Regions from separate parts of the Sus scrofa genome. Here region 1 is linked to region 2. The links are chromatin contacts, called in public Hi-C maps. All regions are on one chromosome and are shown on one strand. The core of a region is the stretch at or near the end of the contact, and the rest is flanking DNA. Distances in the headings are between cores, read along the strand shown.

Evidence for each region. A called contact is a pair of places that touch in the nucleus more often than the background predicts.
Region 1: a Hi-C map of omental adipose tissue shows a contact between it and region 2, with 1.8 times the contacts expected there. The contact joins two enhancer-like sites. A contact is called at or near these places in 2 of 47 Hi-C or Micro-C datasets (embryonic fibroblasts and omental adipose tissue).

Annotation. Positions count from the first base shown.
Region 1 is chr16:47,179,337-47,184,591 of Sscrofa11.1, forward strand. All of the region lies in intron 1 of LOC102159961 (a long non-coding RNA gene), which reads right to left. Among named protein-coding and RNA genes, the nearest start is that of SLC30A5, 100 kb to the right of the region's middle. Within about 2 kb of position 3,430, at least 11 of the 83 cell types and tissues checked have an H3K27ac peak or open chromatin away from gene starts, as enhancers often do. A contact at or near this core is called in omental adipose tissue, where this site is marked.
Region 2 is chr16:46,879,256-46,885,237 of Sscrofa11.1, forward strand. The region is part of intron 2 of LOC102159645 (a long non-coding RNA gene); the gene reads right to left. Among named protein-coding and RNA genes, the nearest start is that of SLC30A5, 400 kb to the right of the region's middle. Within about 2 kb of position 2,291, at least 2 of the 83 cell types and tissues checked have an H3K27ac peak or open chromatin away from gene starts, as enhancers often do. A contact at or near this core is called in omental adipose tissue, where this site is marked.

The sequences.
Region 1 (5,255 bases), core at 2,180-4,679, 300 kb after region 2:
GGAATCTCCATATGCCTTGGGTGTAGCCCTAAAAAGACAATCAATCAATCAATCAATTCTATTTGGGACTTGTTTGGTTTTGATGTCCACCCATTCCCCAGTGCCCACAACTGAAAATGGGCCAAATATCATGTTCCTCATTTATTTAAACAAAAGTGAAAAATTACTATACTGACCTGCATATAGACTGACCTTTTTAACAGGTATGATATTTGAAAAACTAGGGGTAGGGAAACAGCTTCTTACTCGATGACTCTGCTTTTCCCTGCCCCACCCCCACAATTACTAAGCTCCCAGACTGTGTGGAGACACCTCCCTCAGGGAGTAGTTTACAGAGCATTGAACTTGGAGCCAGGGGACTCCATCTCCAGACCTCAATGTTGTCATCTTTGTAAAAGCAAAGTGTTGAATTACAGCGTCCTAAGAGGTCTTTGGCTCTAAAGAGTCTACACTGTCAGGTGCTACTAAGGCAATTCAACCAATATTTCCTCCCCAAAAGGGGGGGGGGGGGCTTCTAAACTTTTCCAGAAAGGAATAAAAGTGAGCGAGAAGGAGAAGAGGTGGGGCACCACAGGAGAAGGGCACAGGAGGCACTCTGGGCCAAGAGACTTTCCAGAAGCCACTATGAAATTACACGGAATAAATGAGGAGTCACTGGGGTGACACAACATCTTACCCTCTATGGGAGAAATGAAGAGAACATTTGCTTTTCTCCAGAGCTCTAAAATACCCAAGGTTTACATCACATATTCAAGTTCCAAAGTATTTTCAAAGTCATTTCAATGCTCATCAACACTCTCAGCCTCCTTCTCAATACCTAATACATTTTAGCATCTTCCCCTGAGTTTATATGTCAGAACACAATACCTCCCTCAGCGTTTTATTTCAAGGCATGTTCTGCACACTCCAACATTACAAGGACTGTGAGGGGCTGGGATTGTATGGGCATTTTTTTTTTCTACCAGTTCCCTGTTCATGCCGGCCCATTCCCAAATTGTCAGTTCCATCCCCTGCACCCAAAAAAGCAGAATGCCTTAAAAGTTCAGAAGGGTGGTCACCATTAGCAAATTCCCTTTTCTCTTCCCTTCTCTCAACCAATGGCCAAAGACCAGACAGATACAGAGGTATAACCAATATATGCCTGAGCTTAAGCTCTCAGTCACATTGCAGCAATTGGGCTGCTTGGCCCAAAGATATTTTGTGGCTGCCATTGTGCAGTTAACACAGGCAGTGGTTCTCAAACTTGAGTGTGAAGCAGAATCGCCCGGAAGATTCCTTAAACCACAGCTCACGGCCCCCTCCCCCCTCTCTCCAAGAGTTTCTGATTCAGCCAGTCTAGGATGGGGCCTGAGAATGTGCATTTCTCACAGGTTCCTATGTGCCTCTGATGCTAGAGGTCCAGAAACCACACTGGGAGAATCACAGGCGTGGAGAAACTTATGAGCTAAGTTTGGATCCTGCTTATCAGATCCTGCTTGTCCCCAAGATCAAAAGAAGTCAGAGGAGGAAATCTGGGCTCATTTTATTTCTTCCTTAAGTTCAGTTCCAATTAGCATCTACTGAGTTATGTGAGACACTGGGTTAAATGCTTTCACTTTTAATTCTCCCAACAGCCTCTGCTATAACCGCTGTCAATCTCATTTTAAAGAGAAGCAAGTGCAGCGACTTGATGCAGAGAGATTTAAGAAACTTGCCCAGGACCACAGAGCCAGTAAGTAGCAGAGCCAGAATTCAAGCTCAGGTCTTCAGACTCCAAGTCTGTCAGGTGACCTCAGCGATGCTGTAAATTCCCAGTCTCTAGGAGGCTGCCAAAGGACTCTGGGCAGAGGTTGTAAATGGCATTGATAGACGATGGGGAAGCACTGCAGGGACTGTGGAAGGACATTAAAGGGACTCTTCACATGCACATCTGGCCAAGTGGGCTGACAGACCAGCTCCCTTCCCTGTACCTCGGCTCTGCCAACTGTGAAACTGAAGACTGAAATAGTTGCCACCTACCCCCAGCCTGTTCCCAGGAATGAGATAAGAGCTCTCAGCTATTATGTAAGAAGTCTTTTTCTCACCCATCATCCCTCTGCAGTAGTCTGAAAGCCTCTAGATCTTTTTTTTTTTTTTTTTTTTGCTTCTTAGGGCGGCGCCCATGACATATGGAAATTCTCAGTCTAGGGGTCGAATCAGGGCTGTAGCTGTCAGCCACAGCCACAGCCACATGGGATCTGAACTGCGTCAGCAACCTACACCACAGCTCATGGAAACACCGGATACTAAACCCACTGAGCAAAGCCAGGGATCGAACATGCGTCCTCATGGATACTAGTTGGGATTGGTTTCCGCTGCACCACAGTGGGAATTCCAAGGCTCCAGATCTTATAAAGGATGGGATTAACCTATACTCTCTCCAACCTTTTGCAAGGGCCACCCTGTTCTCTCGTCCACTGACTACTATCTCTCCTCTGGCCCCAAAATCCACAAGCTGGGAAGCAAAGTTCAAAGTGTGTTCCTTCAATGACCCGTGCATTTCAGAAACTCCAATTGTTCCTGCTTCGTGATGGGGAATTTTTCCTGACAGCTCAGTTGGAGACATTTTTAGGTGTTCCTCAGATTCCATTCTCACTCTGTACCTCACAGGCCCCTCAGGCATGTGCTGTAGGCTCTGCCTGCTGAGTAGCTGGCAGGAAACATGTTGCACCTATTTTGTAGGCTTAGAAGGGCTGTGTCAAGAGCCTCATCCTCTTAGAATTAAGACCCTCTAGTGCGGGAGTTCCCGTTGCAGTGCAGCAGAAATGAATCCAACTAGGAACCATGTAGGCTGCAGGTTCGATCCCTGGCCTCGCTCAGTGGGTTAAGGATCTGGCGTTGCCATGAGCTGTGGTGTAGGTTGCAGACTCAGCTCAGATCTGGCGTTGCTGTGGTTGTGGTATAGGCCAGCAGCTACAGCTCTGATTTGACCTGTAGCCTGAAAACCTCCATATGCCATGGGTGTGGCCCTAAAAAAGAAAAGAAAGGAAAAAAAGAAAAAGAAAAAAAAAAAACCCTCTTGTGCTTAGTTGGTCTCGTCTAATGAGCTGAGAGAAACACCCGGGTCCCACATTAGTCAAAGACTGAACATTCCAGAGAATGCATAAGTGTTCTGGAGTCCAAGTGAGCAAATAAAAGATTGATTTCTTTTGGTTTCATTTTCTCGGCTTTGTGTCTCAAAGGGATAGCCAGCCTCTCTTCTCCCCAATCTCTCCTTGTGGGTGTTTGTTTATTAGTGGAGCTGAGTGAGACCCTGAAAGCCTTCCCTTTGCTCTGAAGTTCTGATTGTAATGGCAACAGTCGCCAGGGGGTGAAGTGTCACTGTGGTTATCTAATGATCAAGGACAGCATGCCTAAGAGAGAGAGCAGCCAGGGTCTCTGGCTGTCACCACATGGCTTCTTCTGCCTCTACTCTCTGCCCTGCCAGTGACTAATTGATTTGTGAAAGCGCTCAGAGGTACTCTGAGTAAGAAAGACACTTTATATCTGCTTCCGACAAATCTTCAGAGGAACAAAAAAAATCCATTTCATGCACAAATCACCCTGCTTGACTCTTTCCTCCATTCGATTCCCAGTTAGCAAAATCTTCAGCACCCAAAGAATTAAGGGGAATTTAAAAAAAAAAAAAAAACCTTCTGATGACTGGTTACTGCCAAACAGAGATTCGCACATGAAGAAACCAGAATCAATAGCAGAAATTGAGAAACAGAAAAGCAGGCAGTAAAGAAGGAAAGTACCTCTGTGGTCTTTAAACCACTAGTTTAAGACCATGACCAGATCCCAAGGTCAACAAGTTCTAACACTAGGCAGTCATGAGGAGAACTCAGGAGAAGCCAGAATCCTATCGAGCAGCCTTGGCAACTTCATTTATCACAAGTTAAATCCTAACAGACTGATTTTTTTCTTTACCTCCAGCCATCAATCTAATGTTTCTATATGTAGCCCCAAAAGTGCTGTCAGCCCTTTGTAAGTCTATCTCCTAAACGTACCAAAGGGTTGATCTGGGATGTCCCGTTGCCCAACTGGGCATGAGACTTGCATTCTCGCTCTCCAGTTCGGCTTCTGCCTACAGTGCGTTTGCTTTTCAAAAAGAGTTTGCCAGGGCTGCAGAAAGAGTTGAAGGAATATTGATAAGAGAACTGAGCTTTTATCAAAGCCGGCTTCTTGTAAATGAACTTGGCCCAAACTCACAGTTCTTCCCCTGTGGCTGACTGATCCCAGGGTACCCTTGGGTTAAAGCTGGTAAGGTCATTTCTGGGCCTTTTTTCCATGCAAATGTGAAGCTCTTTGGACACCTGGGATGCAGAGGTGAAATTCATTCACTGATTCACTCAGTCAGTATTTATTATCTGAAATGTGCCCGACTTGTAAGTAGAACTCATTTTTTTTTTTATTTTTTTTTTTTTGGTCTTTTTTCTTGCCATTTTCTTGGGCCGCTCTCGTGGCATATGGAGGTTCCCAGGCTAGGGGTCGAATCGGAGCTGCAGCCACCAGCCTACGCCAGAGCCACAGCAACGCTGGATCCAAGCCGCGTCTGCAACCTACACCACAGCTCACGGCAACGCCGGATCCTTAACCCACTGAGCAAGGCCAGGGATCGAACCCGCAACCTCATGGTTCCTAGTCGGGTTCGTTAACCACTGCGCCACGACGGGAACTCCTAGAACTCATTTTTTAATCACTGACTTTAATGTTTGACCTGCAGAAATAACCCGTCCATTGTTTTGAAGCAGCACACCATGGCACAGTGGATGGAGAGAAAAATAGAGGAAACTGTTTTTCTCCCTTCTTCACAGCCTCTCAGGTAAGTTCCACAGGGAGCAGAGTTCTAAAAGCATTGAGCCACTTTCAAATTGTGAAATACAATGAATTACTTTGGTATGTCCTATTCCATCAGCTTAAATCTGGTATGATACAGAATAACACATTGCTTTCCAGAACCATCTTTGTCCAGAACCCATTTTAATCTCTTAGGACATTTTTTAAAATTCCTACCTATCCAAAAGATAATTTTAATGACACTCATTGCTGGGTTCTCTCAATGGCCAAGCAGGCCCAACCTCAGACATTATTCAGAATAAGATGGCTTATCTTTTAATCTTTTGTAGATTTAGTCAAATGGCCATCATTCTTGTTCTATAAAATGGATAAGTATATTTTGTCCACCTCCACAGGATTCAAATCTATCCTTCATTGCTGCATAGACAAAATAATGCAATTACAATAAAAAGAAGTTG
Region 2 (5,982 bases), core at 1,041-3,540:
TCTTTCTTCTCAGTCAGTATAGCTGGTATCTCCACTTCCCCTAGCAACAACACCAACAAATTCTCGACTATTAGGTACCAGTTTTTCCTCACCTGCTAAAACATGGTAGAAGTGACTGTTATAAGAACACTTCAAAAGTCCACAGCTTTGGAAGCAGACCAAGGCCAGTAAGGGCTACCTGGGGAGGAGATGGAGGGAGGCTTGGTCACTCGCCACTTGCCACTCATCCAGGGGCTCCCCCCACAGGTCCCACCTCTGCATTCTTCTAGGAAGCCCTCCGGACCTGCTCTGCTGACTCCAGACCTTTGTTCTATGTCTGTCGGGAACTCCCTAGGGCGCCCTTCTTCCAAGCCCATCCTCATCTAATTTAAACTCATTCCTCAAGGAACTGCCTCTTCCCAAATTATAGGCCCTTTTTTCTCATATCGGCCCACACTGAGCTCCCTCTTTTCTGAATCCTTGTAGTTCTCATGATCTATATGATAAGAATAAAAACAATATTTTCTGTGTGTATATATGTATTGACTACTCAACACATACTAGGGCTTATGTTAAACAGTGCATATATATTATCTAATTTTATCTTCACAGCTACCCCAACCTGTTTTATTCTTTAGGAAACTGTGATTACAGAGCTAGTAAGTGGCAGGAATGGGATTTCAACCCAGATCTGTCATTACTAAAGCCCACATTCTTCTCTACATTCCAAATTGCATTCTTTGGGCTATCGCACAATATACTTGCATTATATTCTTTCCGTATCAGTTTCTATCATATTCTATATGCTTATGCCTCACCTGCACAATGGCATTTTCCCCACTGGTGAATGGGAGTCACATGTTAGCTTTGTCTAGCATGCGGCAAGACACTTAGTAGGTGCTTAATATTTGTGGTTGGATAGGCATATTTCTCCAAGGTTCTGAAAGGCTTTATAAGAACAATCCTAGAGTTCCCAAGTGGCTCAGTGGGTTAAGGATCCAGAGTTGTCACAGTCATGACTTGGGTTGCTGCGGTGGCACAGGTTTGATCCTTGCCTGGGAACTTTCACATGACATGGGCTTGGCCAAATAAATAAATAAATAAATAAGAGGAAGAAGAAGAAGAAGAAAAGGAAAAAAGAAACATCCTGCTGTCCTGCTAGACTGTGATGGGTGGAGAGGAAAAGGCAGAGGGTGTTGATGTGTGGAAAGAACCCATAATAGTCAATACAACATCTTGCTTGGGTCCACTATGGCTCTCTTAACCCCTCTGTAACAGGGGAGGCCATGTGAAGCCTGACACAGACACAGTGTCAGAGACATTCCCAGGAGATGAACTACCTCTGCCACAAAAGTAGTGTGACTGTGCCAATCATTGTTCCCAAGGTTCCTCTGAGGAGCCAAGACTACTTCAGCCGATCAGCTCCAGGACAGAATGTCAATATCTTACTGGGCTACCTTGCTAAGCTTTAAACGGCTTAGTTAGATCATTGGGAACTGATGCCAAATGAAAAGTCTTTCCGATTGACCTGCTATTAGGAGGGAATTGCATTATAAACCTTCAAAGCTTGAGCCATAAGATAATTTCAAATGCAGCAGCAAAAGAAGAGTTTCAGCGTGTAGTCGATAAAATTTAGAAGGTGCATAAAAATTAAAAGGAGGGTCACCTAGTTTGAATGGCATACAAATTTAACATTGGTGTCACAATCTCATGGAAAACCTCAGGGTCCAAAGGTTTCACATCAGCTCCATCACTGCCCTTTATAAAACTACAACCAGATAGAACTCTACTTTCAAGCTCCTCATCTGTATGACGAAAAATGCAATCACTTTTATTCTCCAATTACCTCCTAGACGTCATCTGAGATTCATTTCATGGCTTGAGCTTCCTTTACCAAGTCTCGTGTAAATATACACTATGTTTCTAAAAATCTCTCTGCATACACACCTCTATTACAAAAGTGTATCACTTGGAAGTTTCTGTCAGGGCAACAAGCCTCATTTAAAAAAAAAAAAAAAACAGAATGAGAGGGTAGAGTTATTTTCAGAGTTAGATAAAGCAAAGCCAGGAACAGTAACAGAAACAGTTTCCATATAAACAATCTTGTTTATCCATTAATCCGTGTTACTTTCCTTTAAGAAAAGAGCGTTTAGGAGTTCCCGTCGTGGCACAGCAGAAACGAATCCGACTAGGAACCATGAGGATGCGGGTTTGATCCCTGGCCTGGCTCAGTGGGTTAAGGATCCAGCGTTGCCATGAACTGTGGTGTAGCCTTGCAGACATGGCTAGGATCTCACATTGCTGTGGCTGTGGCCTAGGCCAGCTGCTACAGCTCTGATTCGACACCTAGCCTGGGAATCTCCATATGCCACAGGTGCGGCCCTTTTAAAAAAAGCAAAAGAAAAGAAAAAGAAAAGAGGGCTTAAAAGAATATGGTTCTTTGGAGTTCCCATTGTGGCTCAGTGGTAAAGAACCTGTCTAATATCCATGAGGATGTGGGTTCAACCCCTGGCCTCGCTCAGTGGGTTAAGGATCTAGCGTTGCTGTGAGCTGTGGCATAGGCTGCAGGTATGGCTTGGATCTGGGGTTGCTGTGACTGTGGCATAGGCCAGCAGCTGCAGCTCTGATTCAACTCCTAGCCTGGGAACTTTCATATGCCACCAGTTCGGCCCTAAAAAGAAAGAAAAAAAAAAAAACGAGTACAGTTCTACCTCAGTTCTCATTAAGGAGAGTAACACCTCTGTAATGACTTACAGAGTGACTTGAGAAAACAGTGTCTTCTCACAAATTACCATCATTATCACGTCAATGAAAAATGAGGAAAATAATGCATTTTTTTATTGGACAAAATGCCAGGAAAGTAGAATCTAAAACTTATTGAAAAAGAGAAAAACTCAAGGTTCTCACCCAATCTCTATCCTCAGCCCCCTTGGCCAGAACTTCCCTACCTTTTAAATTTCCATGTCTGCTTCTCATGGGTCTCCCCTTTCTCTTTCCCTATTGCCCACTGACTGCACTCTCTCCTGCCATCCCTAGAAGCCAGCTCCTTCATCACTTCCCCTTTCTTTGCTTGTTGCCTCTGATATCTGGGGGCTGGAAAACAAGAGACCCAAGCCTATTCAAATCAGTAATGAAGTAACAGGGCGAGAGGGATGTGACATGTCCCCTGGGGGGAAGGGCATGAGCTGGTGTCACCTGCTAGTTCCTACGCTCTAGGTCAGAGACAAGTGAAGCTGTTAGATGCCTCTCTTTCAGAATAAAGAAGCTTCGTCCCACTTAAAAGACAGTATCATTTCAGTTTTCTGTCTTGGCTTTGGGAGAAGGAACCCTCCTGACACCAAACACCAGTGAATTCTTACTCTGTGGACTGGAGTTAAAGCACTATGCTGGGACAGGTAATAAAGAGAGCCTGTCTCCTGTGAGGCATCTCTAGTGAAATCCTTCATCAGATGGACACTGTGACATGGCCAAGCAGCAACAACCCGTCCAGTCCTACAGAAATAACAGAAAGTAGGGAAGGGGATCTGAGCTTGGTCAAGGTGTAATCTAATTTGGGGGCTCTGCTAGGAAATGGGATAAAGTCCTTTGGAGACCACACTGGGTGTTAGAGAATAAAATGGTTCCTTCTTCAAAGAAGCAGCTAGAAAGGAAGAATCCCAGGCTACCTCCTTAAAGGTTATACCCTTTGGGACTCAATTACGGGCATCCAAATCTCTATCTTGGAAATGAATTATTAATTATAATGATTGTACCAGGTCTTTCGTTTGTATCTGATCCTCAAATCCCACCCATGAGTTATGCCCTCCAGGAAACCTTCCACATACCCCTCCCCCACCTCGGGTTAGAAGCTGCTCTTTGGCCCCACAGCCCTTATTCCAGTATTGATGATAATGGGAAATGCATACTATACCATATACACACCACATGTACTATATATACTATATATATAGCACTATGTATATTATATGTATTCTATATACTGGGATAGACACACTATACCATAATGATGTGTTTTTCCTCACCTGGAGGCTGCAGCTCCATGAGGACAAGGCTTACATCTTCTGGCTCACAACCACAGCATGGAGAACTGTGCCTTGTGCAGAGTACATTTTCACTATATGTTTGAAGGAGTCAATGAATGAATGAATCTTTGTATCTACCATAATACAATTCCTTCTTGGTGCATTCCCATAATCCCACAGGGGGCAGGGCAGGTGACATCGCTCCAAGACAAGCCAAAAGCATTAGCGGAAGTTGCACTGAGCAGAGTCCAAAGAGGAGTCCTCAGCAGAGGCATGGAAGTTTCACTTGAGAAGGAGGCATGGAAGTTTCACTTGAGAAGGAGTAAAGTAGCCCAGAACTAAGTGGTATTTTCTTAGCTTCCCATTGGGCCAGGCTGACCCTGGATCCAGAAATCATACATGACCTTGAAAGCACATCCTCCTTTGTTATGGGAGCCCAAGAAAAACATGGTTGGGCCATCAGCAGGTCCGGCCTCCAAAGCCTGTGAAGATGAGACTGATGTTCTGTACTGGCTCCAAGGACAGGGCAATCTGTGCTTGAGCACAGGGTGAAGCCTCAGCCTCTTTGGGACCCACACTGGAATTCAAGCCCTGTACCATGAAGTTATCTTAAACCGTTCCTGAGCTCTTAATTCAATTTTCAGTAATAATAATAAAAAAAATAACAGCTGGCATTTTCCATTGAAGGTGCTGAATAAAACTGGAACTATTTCATGCTGCTGGGGGCGTGGGTGGCAGGAGAAAGATATCCACTGAACTGTAGTGGTTCCTTAAACAAACAGGCCACATAGCCACAGGAAAAGCCATCTAGGAAGGTATATTTTTCTTAGGCCTTCTTTTAAAGACTTCTAAGATAAAAAAAAATAAAAATAAAAATAAAATTAAAAAAACATGAATTCTGTTTTTAACTTGCATAAAAGTCCACAGTTAATTTTTATAGATTTCAATTCCCTGAAAAACAAGACTTGAACTGCTGGGTTTAGGGAGACCTCAGGGGGGGAAAAAGAGAGAGAGAGAGAGATTTTTATTTCCTTTGCACATTTTCCCTAAAAAACTAGGTCACATTTTTGGTAAATAATGTTTAAAAGACAAAAAAAAATCTTGCTTAACAACTTAATCTCAGTCCTCCCCTCGAAAATGCCAAAAAAAAAATGAGTAACTTTCTGCATTTTAATGGGCGAGTACAAATCATCAGAACCAATTGCTTTTTTTTTTTGTCTTTTGTCTTTTTGTTGTTGTTGTTTTTGTTGTTGTTGCTATTTCTTGGGCCGCTCCCGCGGCATATAGAGGTTCCCAGGCTAGGGGTTGAATCGGAGCTGTAGCCACTGGCCTACACCAGAGCCACAGCAACGCGGGATCCGAGCCGTGTCTGCAACCTACACCACAGCTCACGGCAACGCCAGATCGTTAACCCACTGAGCAAGGGCAGGGACCGAACCCGCAACCTCATGGTTCCTAGTCGGATTCGTTAACCACTGCGCCACGACGGGAACTCCAGAACCAATTGCTTTTGATTGGGAGTTTCCTTGGTTTCCTTTTCAAAGACATATTTTTATTTATTTTAAAGATAAATCAATAGAAAATATTCAAGAGTTTTCTAATGTCATGTTGAAAGAAGAGTCCAAAAAGCACACCATCACCTCCTGCCCCCCTCCCCAGCCCTAAAATACTTCACCCATTGAGATTTTCTATTTATATTCCTCAAATTGGTGGAAGGTAGGAAATGGCCAACAGGAATTCCCTCCTGCATCTGAGGGAGGGACCCTCAGTAAGGTGTTTAGCTAATTCTAATTTCCCCCAATAATCTACTGTTTGACTGAAATTACTGGGCAGATGGAATGATCCTCCTCACAGGTTCCTATCTGTTTAAACACGTTATAAAGAGACTGGGGAGTTCCCGTGGTGGCTCAGCAGAAACGAAGCTGACTAGCTTCCATGAGGATGCAGGTTCCATCCTGGCCTCACTCAGTGGGTTAAGGAT